Linked DNA regions of Siniperca chuatsi: region 2 is linked to region 1. The links are chromatin contacts, called in public Hi-C maps. All regions are on one chromosome and are shown on one strand. The core of a region is the stretch at or near the end of the contact, and the rest is flanking DNA. Distances in the headings are between cores, read along the strand shown.

What was found. A called contact is a pair of places that touch in the nucleus more often than the background predicts.
Region 2: a Hi-C map of an unstated tissue shows a contact between it and region 1, with 3 times the contacts expected there. The contact joins the promoter of thrap3a here to the enhancer-like site in region 1. A contact is called at or near these places in 2 of 3 Hi-C or Micro-C datasets (skeletal muscle and an unstated tissue).

Annotation. Positions count from the first base shown.
Region 1 is chrLG9:9,039,801-9,046,147 of ASM2008510v1, forward strand. It overlaps map7d1a (MAP7 domain-containing protein 1a), which reads left to right. Exons shown (of 19, transcript XM_044208449.1): 12 at 1,337-1,619; 13 at 2,478-2,658; 14 at 3,669-3,773; 15 at 5,772-5,822; 16 at 5,910-5,970. Among protein-coding and RNA genes, the nearest start is that of thrap3a, 39 kb to the right of the region's middle. Within about 2 kb of position 3,216, the one cell type or tissue checked has an H3K27ac peak away from gene starts, as active enhancers do.
Region 2 is chrLG9:9,078,638-9,084,984 of ASM2008510v1, forward strand. It overlaps thrap3a (thyroid hormone receptor-associated protein 3), which reads left to right and starts at 2,867. Exons shown (of 11, transcript XM_044208455.1): 1 at 2,867-3,188.

The sequences.
Region 1 (6,347 bases), core at 1,966-4,465:
GTATTAAAGTGCGGTCTAGCGATACCATAACTGACGAGTTATATTCATTAAAGAAAGAAGACAAATTGAGGATTTTGTTTTGAGGATTTTTTTTTTTCATAAAATATGATGACAGACATCCAAAACTTCATTTGAAAATCTCAAGAAGCTCAAATGTAAAAAAACTTCATTCGGTACAGAACTACATGTGTTGCATATTAGACACAGCAGAAAAAAATTGTGATTCAAGAGCCACTTACTTTTTCCAGAGCTTTCAACTGCATCTCACAAGCTTCATCAGTAAATGAAGTTTGCTCAGTTGACATCACGTGGACTAAGTATGAAGCTTTGGTTGACCACCTGTTATCAAGTGATCGAAGTTCCATGATTAGGTCATGTGATGACCACTGAGCAAGCTCCATCTGCTGATGAAGACCATAAAAAGCGATTGAAAGCTATGGAACAAGCTAGTAAGTGGACCTTGAGTAAAGATTGTTTCTTTTGTAGAACAGTATACTGCACAGTAACCTACATTTTGTTGCATTTTTTTCATCTCCACAGTGATTAACTGTCCTATTTGCACAGTCTTATGATACAGTACATGTGGATTATGGGTAGCTTCCCTCCATAGCTGAGTCATTCTGTAATTTTTATCAGTTTTTTATATACCCAAAGAGTTCTTCACTGTCTGGCTTAGTCTTCCTGTGACTGGCCAGAAGAATGGATCTAATGGAAAAAGTGAACAAGCCTCTGGAAAATCTGTATTTCTTTCAAGACGCAATAGGCAAAGATTACCATCAGGCTTAATTAGCCATGAAAACAAAAGGAGTGTATTTAGTGAGCCACACACAGCACTAAGAGGCTGCACTAATCAGCCTTAATTATGTAATTACCAAGTTCTTGGGCTGAAGCTACGGCTGTTTACCATTTCCAGTTGCTGGGGACAGAATGTTTCACAGGAATGTGAAGAGAAAAAGCTGCAGTTAATGTATTATTAATCAATCATTATTGATTAATCAATGGGCACCACTTTAAAAGTCATTAAGTCAAGTCAATTGTATTCATATAGCACAAAATATCACAAATCACAATTTGCCTGAAGGGGCTTTACAATCTGTACAGCATACGACACCCTCTATCCTTCGACCCTAAATTCGGATAAGGAACACCCCCCCCCCCAAAAAATGGAAGAAACCTCAGGAAGAGCAACAGAGGAGGGGATCCCTCTCCCAGGATGGACAGACATGCAATAGATTACTTGTAGGGAAGCATAAATAATCACATTAAAAGTTAAGTTACACAGCACAAGATTTGTGTGTTATTGGCTCTTCTGTAACACTTGTTTTCCCTGTTTTAGGTTCCCCTGTGGTTCCTGCCATTGTATTAGCTTCAGCCGCCGCCTCACCCCATGCGTCGAGCATACCAATTACGACCACTGCAGCCCCCCCCTCACCTGAGCCGGCCCATTCAGCTCCTTCTGTCCCTGCAGCATCACCTGCACCCTCTCCATCAGCCAAGCCCATGGCAGGCACCAACGACCCAGAGGAGGCAGCTCGCATCCTGGCAGAGAAACGCAGACAGGCACGAGAGCAGAGGGAGAGGGATGAGCGGGAACGCCGCGAACAGGAGGAGAAGGAGAGGTCAGAGGGTTTTAATATGACTCAAAACACACCTAGTGTCAGCACAGTGTTGCCCTTGCATAGTCAAAGATCTGTCAAGTTCTTTCACTGTGCAAGAGAAAAAAGGAATTTTAAACATGTCTGTGTCCATGCCGAATGTAAGTAATCCCCAAGTTGTTTTCCCACTTTGGTCTTTTAACTACTCATTACTTTCTTTTTCCCTGTCAGCCATCTCAAGAATTGTACAGAAGGTCATATAGGGGACTAGAGAAACCATTATTAAAATGCACATTTGCAATGTAAACGTCAGTCATACAGTATATATGACATTTGAACTATTGTTGAAGTTAAATACAGTATATTATTATTTATGTAATGATATTGTGAAATGGTTGGTGTAGAATACACTGCTGTAGCTGTTTTTATGCTGCAAAACAAACCTCACTGAGGACATTTAGCTATTTCCCATGTAATAAATGAAAAAGAAGTAAAACAGTAATCAGTAAAACTAAACAGGAAGGCTCCATGCATTATCACAGCACATGCATATCTGAATGAGACCTCACTCAACACTGGCCGTGATGTATGTAAGCATCAAGAATTTGATAGCCTGTTGGCTGATTCTAACCACAGCAAGTTACTATTTACGGCTTTTACAGGAATTGATGTGATCTCTAGTTAGCCCTTATATTTAAATAGTTTGGTTCCCTGTTGCTTGTGCCTCAATGTCAATTCAGCAGAGATAGTGTAAACTAAAGAGGAAATGCCCTGTTAATAGAATCATTTACATTTAATTGTTTACTGCATGTGCCAAACACTGCATGTGTACATAATTTTGTCTAAAATACTAATCATCAGCCTTATGCTCAAACTCTTTAGGATCTTGAGAGAGGAGCGAATAGCGAGGGAGACAGAGGAAAGGCAACGCAGGGAGGAGGAGGCCCATACCATGGCCGAGGAGCAGAGGAGGAGGGACGAAGCCCAGCGCCTGCAGGAGGAGAAGGAGGCTCAGGAGAGAGCCAAAGCCGAGCAGGAGGAGAACCTACGCCTGCAAAAACAGGTATGCTGACTGTCAACGGCCAGCATGCAGAGAAAGCACCTAAAATGGAAGTTGTTAACGCGGTTGGGTGTTAATGCAATGGACTGGTCTAGTTAGTCAGATAAGGGTGAAAGGAGCTTGCAAGTACTTAAAGCCCATGGTAATGACAAGGACCATCAAGCACCACTGTGACAGTTATTACTGCCTTTTGAGTAAAGGTCAAGACACACATGCATGCACTAACTGCATCCTGACATAATTCCCAGGCACTTTGCCCATCACACCACAAACTTATACGCTCTCCTATCTTTGGCAAACAATCGGTTTGTGGTGTTTTTCAGTGTCACTTGTTTACTGTCTCAGCTCAGCTGCTCACCTCACACTGACCTTTTTCGATAACAGGCTCGTTCAAAAGCACAGTCCAGTATTTCATACGTCAGTAGGATGTTGTCCTTAAAAGGCAAATATTAATCCAAAGTGGTGAGCTGGTAGCTACAATGAATGGGCCCTTTTTACTTTTCAGTTTGTCAAATAACCATTACGAGTAATATTGACTCTTCCTGTGTTTGTGGATGTTGCTGGGGAGAAGTAGAAGAGAATGATGCATGATTAGCAGAAACAGATTGAAACAGGAAATGTGGCTATTCATTACTGTATTTGTTTATCCTGTAGACCAGTAACATGATTAGCTCTGGCACTGTCTTATCTCTGTTATCCAGTTCTTATGCTTTGCTACCCCCTTGTGGTCTTTCACAGAAGTGGCATTTGTGGTTAAACATGATCCAATATAATTATGCAAAGGCTTAAGTATTGTATTTCGCTTTGAATGGTCCTCACGAGGCTGTAAATGTTGAAAATAGATCTTTTTGGCTCAAAGGTACAGGAAAATATCCCTTTTGTGGTTGTAAACAATAATTGCAGGGAGCAACCACACCCTTGTTATGTACAAGGCATGTTATTTTGGCTGTGTTTTTTTCCCCCTTCTGCCGGCATTAAAATTGTGGTTGGATTCTCGCCTGTGTGTGTTTCAGAAAGAAGAGGCTGAGGCTAGAGCCCGGGAGGAGGCGGAGAAGCAGCGTCTGGAGAGGGAGAAACACTTCCAGAAGGAGGAGCAGGAGAGGCTGGAGAGGAAAAGGGTAGGGCAATACATCTGTCCTCCCATCATTGTTCTTTCAGCCAGGTTTTTAAGTCACCCATTTCAAAACGGAAATGCATTTTTTTTTTTTTTATAATAAAAGTAGAAGTTTCATTCTCATTCCTTCCTTATAAAGACTATAAAGAAGGTTTTCTGAAAATCCTGACCTAGATTTTTTTGGGAAGAAAACTGATTGATTGAAAGTAGTCCTGGCTCTGCTCTCAACTGCATACATCTCAGACTAACACAAAATGTATTCTGTGTGTATTAATTTACAATAAGATCCATTCTTCATAAATGTTATTCTATTTATAATTTTGTCATCATGATTCCCCATACTGTAATTTCATTATGTTGCTCTATTCTGTACACACGGCATCTACTGCATGTTTGTCTGTCCTGGGAGAGGGATCCTTCCTCTGTTGCTCTTCCTGAAGTTTCTTCCATTTTTTTCCCAGTTAAAAAGGATTTTTTGGGGAGTTTTTCCTTATCCGAATCAAGGGTCTAAGGATAGAGGGTGTCGTATTTTATATAGACTGTGAAGCGCCCTGAGGCTTTGTGATTTGGGATATTGGGCTATATAAATAGAATTGACTTGACTTGACTCCCTCAGTGGAGGTATTATATTCTGGGGTATGTTCACTCTGTGGTCTGCCTTTTGACATGACAAAGGCAGGCTTGAAAGTCGATTCCCTGAAACCAAGATGAATGATGTTTTTGGCTTATCCTGGATTGGTTGTCTGCATGCCGTGATTTAATAGGGCTTAAAACTGTGTGTGAGCATGAAGCTATATATAAACATTAATAATGGAGACCTCCCTGTGTCAATCATCTGTGTGTGGATTTGTGCAGATCTTTGCACGTGTGTGTTCTGTACCATGGCCATCTACTCAAGTATGCCACCCACATCTACGTAAGCTCCGCCTCAGTATCCTAGCTAAGCCTTTCTTTCCCTCTCCTCATCTTCTCTCCATCTGAGAAAGACTCTTATCTAGGCATGTCAGGCCTGGCTCAGCCAGCCCAAGCCTGGTTGCTTGCTGGAATTAGCCCGCAAGAACAGCATGTCCTCTGCCCCAAAGGCTCGCTGCTTAGTCACACAGTACAATACACTGTTACTGACTGGCCCACTGTTGTTATCACCTCAACAAAGAGGAGTTTGTGGTCAGCAAGCACAGGTGGCTAAAAGTATCCTAAGGGGCAAAGTCCTGAGGCAGAAGTTTTGCAGCCAAACTAAATGCCGAAGCCATGAGTGTGTGAGCTGTCCATGAATAATCTTGGATCTTAAAAATGCTGAGTGGCAGCTGCAGTTATGGTCTTGCTCTCTCAGGCTAGCTGTGTCCTCAGATGAAGGTCGCATCTTGTATCAAACATCTGCTTTCTGTGCATACAAATTAGCCACACAGTTTGTATTTTAGTACAATACAGCACAGCTTTATCCTATTTCCTCTATTCTACTGTTCACAATTTGACCATCCTACGCGGGTGTTCCAGCCGAATACACAGTGCTGTTTCATCATTATTGACACAGCCCTCCACCTGGAGACATAAGAGCCTCAGTTGCATTCACTTCAAGCATAATGGTCTTAGATACAAGAGACATGATAACCGTTCTCACCAGTGAAGAGAAGCAATGAACAGCAAAATGTAAAACCTCAGTTTCTAGCAAAACAGTCTGACAAGGTGTGTGGGTTCCATCTAGCACACTAAACCTAACCCAATTTTTAACAAAGTTAAATAATGCTATTTTGTTGTGGATGCTATATTGATAACTTCCACATTTGATTATGTTATAAGAACTGAAACCTTTGTTATGAGAACTGAAACCTTTATTTCTTAACTTTATAAAACACATCTGCCCTGATCCCTTACTGTGTTGTTGTCCCATCATAGCAGAAAATGCATAGAAAATCTACAAACAAAACACTAAATAGGTTCTGTTATTGGCATTTTGTTCTATGTGGTATTTTCGTTGGTCTTATTCCTTTCTTTCTTTTCTCAGCGTCTGGACGAGATCATGAAGAGGACACGCAAGACAGATGGAGGTGACAAGGTACACATACATCAGTTTTAACCAAAACAACAAGCAAACATTTAACTTTCCAATAAATATTACTGAAATTATCTCCTATCTTCACAGAAAGAGACAAAGTCCTCCCCTCTCACACACGTCAATGACAAAGAGGCAGAGAGCAGCAAAGGTAAGCAGAACATTGTTCTGAACCAGTCTGCCTTTTACAAAACATCCTTAAGTGATGGAGGAAAATCATTACCCACCACAAGCCTTTAATCTGCAGGAAACATTTAGGGTAATTGTTGTAATTGATCTCCCATTAACATGTTATCTCTGAAGGGATTTAAAACAAAGTGCATGCCTTGTGACCAGAATCCACCTAAAAGTGGATTTCTAACTCTTACTGCTTCAATTAGCAAATCCACATGAATCCATCCACATACATAGTACATTTTAGACAGTGTCTGACTCATGTTATTGTAGATGAGCAATTAGGATTGATATCCTAGCTTTAGGCTGATATTTGATGAAACATAACTGTACCATGTCTCATCCTCTTCTTTT
Region 2 (6,347 bases), core at 1,617-4,116, 38 kb after region 1:
AATATTATTAAAGAGACATTATAGAAATCCACAGATGATTAGTTATAAAGTGAGTAATGATAACAGTATTATCTGTAAACACTCATGCCAAACTATTACAAAGATTAGCATTTTTCCCACAAATCTATTCTTGGCAGGATGGAAAAGCCTCTGATACAGATCATGAGCAACTAAAACCCTCAACTGAAACTTATACTAGTAAAATTATGTTAGTGGGGTAGCAGCTTTTTAAGAACTGATGCCACCAGTATGAAATAGTTCAATAAACTCACACAACATTGTTGAACAATTAAATTAATACACGCAAAAGGTAATGAAACTACAGTATATTGCATGTTACTTTACACAGATAAGGTCAAACCGCAAACATCATATCAGCAGTAGATGACAGTTGATGCTATATCTGATATTTACTGTATCAACACCACATATTCACAAACTGCCCATACATGTTACAAGGCTTTTGGGGGATTGAAATCATAAAGATTTGAGAATTCATACCGAAAAATCATACCAAAAGCAGTATGTTAGTGATGAACTTAAGACTGTAAGACAATAAAATATTGTTCAAAGGGATTAGACTTAAAATGACCCTTTAAAGTTGTGAACCATTAAAATACTACATAACATTTTATGTAACATGGTACATATCAGTAGTAGGCTAACATGTAACTTTGAAGAAAACATTAAATTTTATCCTGAACATAACATTAACAACAACAACAACAACAAAAAAACCTAGTGGGAAATTACACAAATTTGTTAGATGTGCTGCTAAGAGAAGGATACACAATATAATGAACACAGAATAGACATAGTAGCAAAAACATTGTTGGTTTTGGTCTCGTCATAGGATTTGTTGCAATCTGCCCATTATATTTTGGCATTTCTTGTATACAAGTGGCAATTTTGACTTCATGGTCACGCCACAGGAATGAGCAACGATTCATTAAAATACTTAAGAATCATCTTCTGGGGATCATGAATATCCACAGCAAATGAATGGAAATCTGGCCAGCGGTTGTTGAGAAATCTTGCTCGAGTTACTACGGACAGACATAGCTCAAATTCAGCCATAACTCATCGTTTATCCAAGTTCATCGTTTTACCTGAATATGATGGAGTATTTATATCAAATTTGAGAGGAATATTAATTTGTCATTTTAACTGTATTATCCCTAACTATAATTAACTATAATAAGGAATTAATTAAGAACTGAAAGAAAGTTCTGACTGTCTAGGAAGATAAAGTCAGCTTTCAGATGCTTGGGGTTAAAGGGCCCGAACAGATAGGGCCCATTCACAGCCCATCCTCACCTAGGCCTATACTCACCCAGTCTGGTCTTTCTTTACGTTTCCTCCCTATTTGTTATAAGATTAGCATGGCTCCTTTAAGGAAGAGGGCAGTGCCTAATGAGTGTGTGGGTGAGCGAGAGACAGAGTGACAGTGACTGCAATCAGAGCAGGCCGTTAGATCATGATGTTACAATGGTAGAGGGCTCATGGACGATGGCATCGTTCATCAGCCCAACCCTACAGCCTATAGAATGATACAACACAAGATTTAAGAAAGAAATGTAGATATAGCTGCAAACTGCAATTTCACATTTAAACCACTCATGGTATTCATGTCCAAGTAGAGGAATAAAAAAACTTAAAAAAAAACAATGAATCATAAACACTCCTTTTAAATATGGCACAGATGATCTGTAACTCATAAGTACTTAGAGAGTTCAATGGATCTAGCCTTTCCGCTGGCTTAGTCATAAGTACAACTGCAACCTATTAAACGTTTTGTTTGTCATTGCCAGTCACTTTCATCTGTTTTGATGAAACTGTGGTAGGCACAAAACAGGATTTCCCACAGCTCAATTGATTTCATAAACAATATTTGCTCAGCACAATGCGAGCAATATTTCCCATTCATATTTTGATTCTACCTCGTCCCTTAAAACAGGTGTCATGACACTTGGTTGAATGGATTAAGAGTTAAAAGTTTTTTGGCCTCAGTGGTTCCCCTTTAGGGTAACATTTGCAGGAATGACGACTATGACTATCAGATGCATGTAGTGGAGGGAAGAGTACATTTCCTGCTGAAATATGCACTCAGTGGCCACTTGATTAGGTACACCTGTACACTCTAATGCAATCTGAAACAAATGTTCTGCCATAAAAAGTCTACTGTTTGATTCCTGAACTCAATCAAATAAATCTGTCCAGTTTTTGTTGACACTTGTAGAGGCATTAATTAAATTATATGTTTTAGCATCAAGGCCATAATTAGTGATGGTGTTGTACTGGACTGCATCACGTAGAGAGGTGTTTTTAATACTGTGCCCTTCACATGTATGCAAATGTGAAGGAGAAACACATCTCAATATAATGTAGTCCAGTACAACACACACATTTAACTAAGAACAATGAATTTACACATTTCCTACAATGTAACCAAAAACTGAACATTATGAGCTTTGTAAAGATTGATGTCATGGCAGGGTTGTTGTATTGGATTGCATTGAATTGTACCTACAGGAGTACCTAATAAAGTGGCTGCTGATTGTAAGTGGCAAATAGCAACTGTGTAAAATGCAAACAGCCCAAATAAAAACTGGATTTTAGTACAGTAAATGTGCTGTCCACTAATGAGGCAAAAGGAATAAGGAAATTACATCCTATTAAGAAATAAACTAATGGAAATACAATAATTTCACAATACGACTATAATAAATGTCATTTGACACCATTGTGTACGACAGACACAGTAACTATACCAAGTAGCTGCTCCCTTTAGGACCACGAGTTTTCGTCAGGGATTATTAGGCTTCCATGATGTAATTACAGGCGGCGGACTATTGTGCTTCTAATACACGGTTTTCTGACTGAACTCCACTCCCGTTCACTGCGATGTTACTAAGGTGTTTTGGTTTGACAGAGGCGGTGAAGGCGGAAGGAAATATGACCCTCTGAGCCGGTCACACCCCCTTTCTCTTAACACCGCAGACTTCAGCCAGCACACACACACACACACACACGCACACGCACACACACATGCACACACTGACATAAAGTGGGCATAACAGCGCTGACACACAGAAGACCAGGGAGAAATAGCCATTTAACCAATTTCTGCAATATTACACCGTTTTGCCTGAATGTGACGCGACAACATTGAACGACAACGCCGACCGGTAAGGAGTTTATTATTTTTATTTTTCTCTCTAATTTTCGGGGAATAATCTGGTGTAAAGATGAAATAAATGTATAGAAAATTATGTATTTTCAATGGTAGCAACATGGAAAACGAGTCTTACGAGGCACAGGGATCATCCATGCCAAAAAGTCACTATATGAAATATGATTTGCCGCCAAGCTTCGAAATTACACTTCTGGGCACAAATAGCGACTGGAAAAGTATCAACATTTGGTCAGTAGGTTGTTAGACCATATAGTGTTTTATCTTCAGAGGGAGCCATTGCTCTAAATGATCTCCTGATGTGATGTTAAGTGTGTCCTCCGGATAGATTTGTTATTTTCTTTATTGAATGGTACACATGAGGAAACTCCAGGATGCACTGTCCAACCCATCCAGAACGTGATCCATTGGCTTTGATATGCTTTCATTTGGAGTAAGGTTATGTCATCTGAAGAAGTGTAGTGAAAATATCTGCGAAGTAAGGGTTGAATCATTTGCTGGAAGCTCAGCAGTCATAGCCTTAATATCATTATGCTGTTAGGCAACATTTATATTTTGAACGTTGTTTAATGATTCAGTGATTTCCAAAGTGTTTCCTCCGACCACCGGAGGGTTCAGGGGGGACTTCAATACAACAGTTATATGCATATATATTATAATTATGTTTTTAGTGGTTAGCCCAATGACAGAATGACTGTTGTGATTGCAGGTTTCACCAAGTTGTCCCTCCACCTACAGTAAACAGCTACAATCTTGAACCAAGCCTAACAAGTCATATATAGGCTACAAGAATTGTCTCATAGACACTAGTTTCCTGTAAATGCTTATCTAAATGGGGTTTGTGGTGCAATGTAAATCTCTTTCTAGGGTACACTGATGCGTAAAAGTTTGAAAACATTATCATGCAATTTCCTGTTGAGCTGCAGGATCCTGGTTGATCCTCTTTAACAAATACTAACAGCACAAAAGTAAACACACAATGAAAAGGTGTGCCCACGTCTAAGTATGCTTGCACAAACTGAAGTAGCACTACAACACATTTAGTTTTGTTTTCACTTGTGTGCGCGCTTGCCCCTTTCTTTGGGAGGATATACATTTAATCAAACTGAAACCTTTGCTATCATTGACATAGGTGGTACTCACATTTGTGCCACTTCTTTAGAGAAGAAACGTAATGTGTGCAAGCAACGTACACTCCTCAATTAATGAAATTTACTGGTGTTTCTACAGCTTAAGTGAAAGTATTCTTGTTATACAACATGCCACTCATAATTAACAACATAAACACTGACTGTGTCTTTATGCAGAGACTTTAAGGCGCAGGAAAACACAAACAACTGTACACATTTTGGAACTATAACTAATTTGCCAGGCTGTTCCCAACTGACCAAAATAGAGAGGACCTTCAGCTGATGAGTTCCCTCTTGTACGCAGCAGAGTTCCACAGACGTGGTGATGACAGACAGCTGAGAAGCATGTCGGTGTGAGGATGCCGCATTGACACCCTGCTGTATGCCATTTTTCCAGGCAAAAGTAGCCTCATATACATCGTAGAAACTGGCAGATGCTACTTTTACAAACTGTTGATTTTTGCTGTGAGAACTTTTTCAAATAGATATTAAATAGAATCATTCAAATAGAATTGAATGATAAAAAGCAGAACACATCCTTCCAAAAACCCGCTGATAATAGAATGATATTGAACTGCCTTAGTTAGCAGAAAGTTAACTGCAACTGGGATCATGTTATGTTATCATTAAACTTGTGGCCAAAGCCAGGCTGAATAGTGTTCTTTTCATTCATTGTAGATGATTAGCAAAAGAAAATGCAGCAAGCAATCTCTGGATCAGACCTAACTGAATGAATCAGGCTATTCAGAAGTTGTTGTTTTTTCATTTAATAACCCATGAAGGAAGCTGAAAGGTTTATCTTGCCTTAAACAGCACTGCCAGTGGCTTTGCTATCCATTAACTGCCTTGGCATGTGAAGTGTCTTCAGGGAATACTAAGAGGGACTGCCACATTTCAATAACCAAAGATTGTGCCAATGACAGTTGCTGTGGCTTTTCTGAAATAGCGAGCAGGGTGTCTCAGGGGCACATATAGATAGCAAATGTGATTCCAGCTGCCACTGTGGCATCCCAGTCTTAATGATAGGGCAGTTGATTGAGTGGAGTGTTTCTTTTCTTACACTTTGAGCTGTGTATCGAGTTGCCGGACCATTGTTGATCAGAGCTACTTTTGCTGTTACATGAAATAAACAGGTGATGAGGATTATACAGCTGTCGTTCTCTACTCCAAGGGGGACTCTTAGTCATGTTTGTGTGTGCGTGGTCTTGAACTTTTATCCATGTGAGAGAATCAGTTTAATTCGGTTTTAAACTATCTAAAAACATGTCTATTCACCATACCCTGTTCGGTTCGGTTAATTTTGGTCCTTTCCCGCAATTGTTTTCTAATCTACAATGTTGAAGAGCTGCTTTTTCTAGTCTTGCATGATGTTCCCATTAACACTGTGTTGTTCCTGGTCTGTTTTGAATAAGGTGGCCAAAGTTGTCCATTAAGATGCCAGTCAAACAAGTTCAAGATGATATTTTTGTGAAGAAGCTTATCTTTGGTTAATTATTGTTATGATTACCAATACTCTCTATTTTAGGATGATTCTGTTTATCCCAAAATCTTACAGCTGATGATTCAAGGATTAGATTATCAATAACAAGGAGACCCAGAAGATAAAACTCTGAGACTAAAACCAGGAACACTGAAGTTAGACTTTAAACCAGGAAATGTGTTGTTTTTCTTGGCACTGTGCTGCCGTTTGTGATTGCATCATTAAGTCTAGGATTTGGTACAGAGTTAACAAGTGTAATGGTATTAATGAGAAATGTCATTTCAGTGGTTGATAAGCAGATGGATGAGGTTGGCAGTTGGTGAAGTAGTTAGCTCAGTGTTAAGATGTGGTAAAAGTGAGAAAGCAGACATTAGGGGAAAAAATGTAAACTAAAAAGCCTCACAAGTATAGTAAGACACGTGTGTCAGTAACTGCATTTGTATGTCTGTAATCCCTCTAGTAGTGAGGGATTACAGACAAGGCTTACCGCAGCCTTTTTGAGAGGCTGAAATCTCAGAGATTAGGCTGCCGACCACACAGTGTG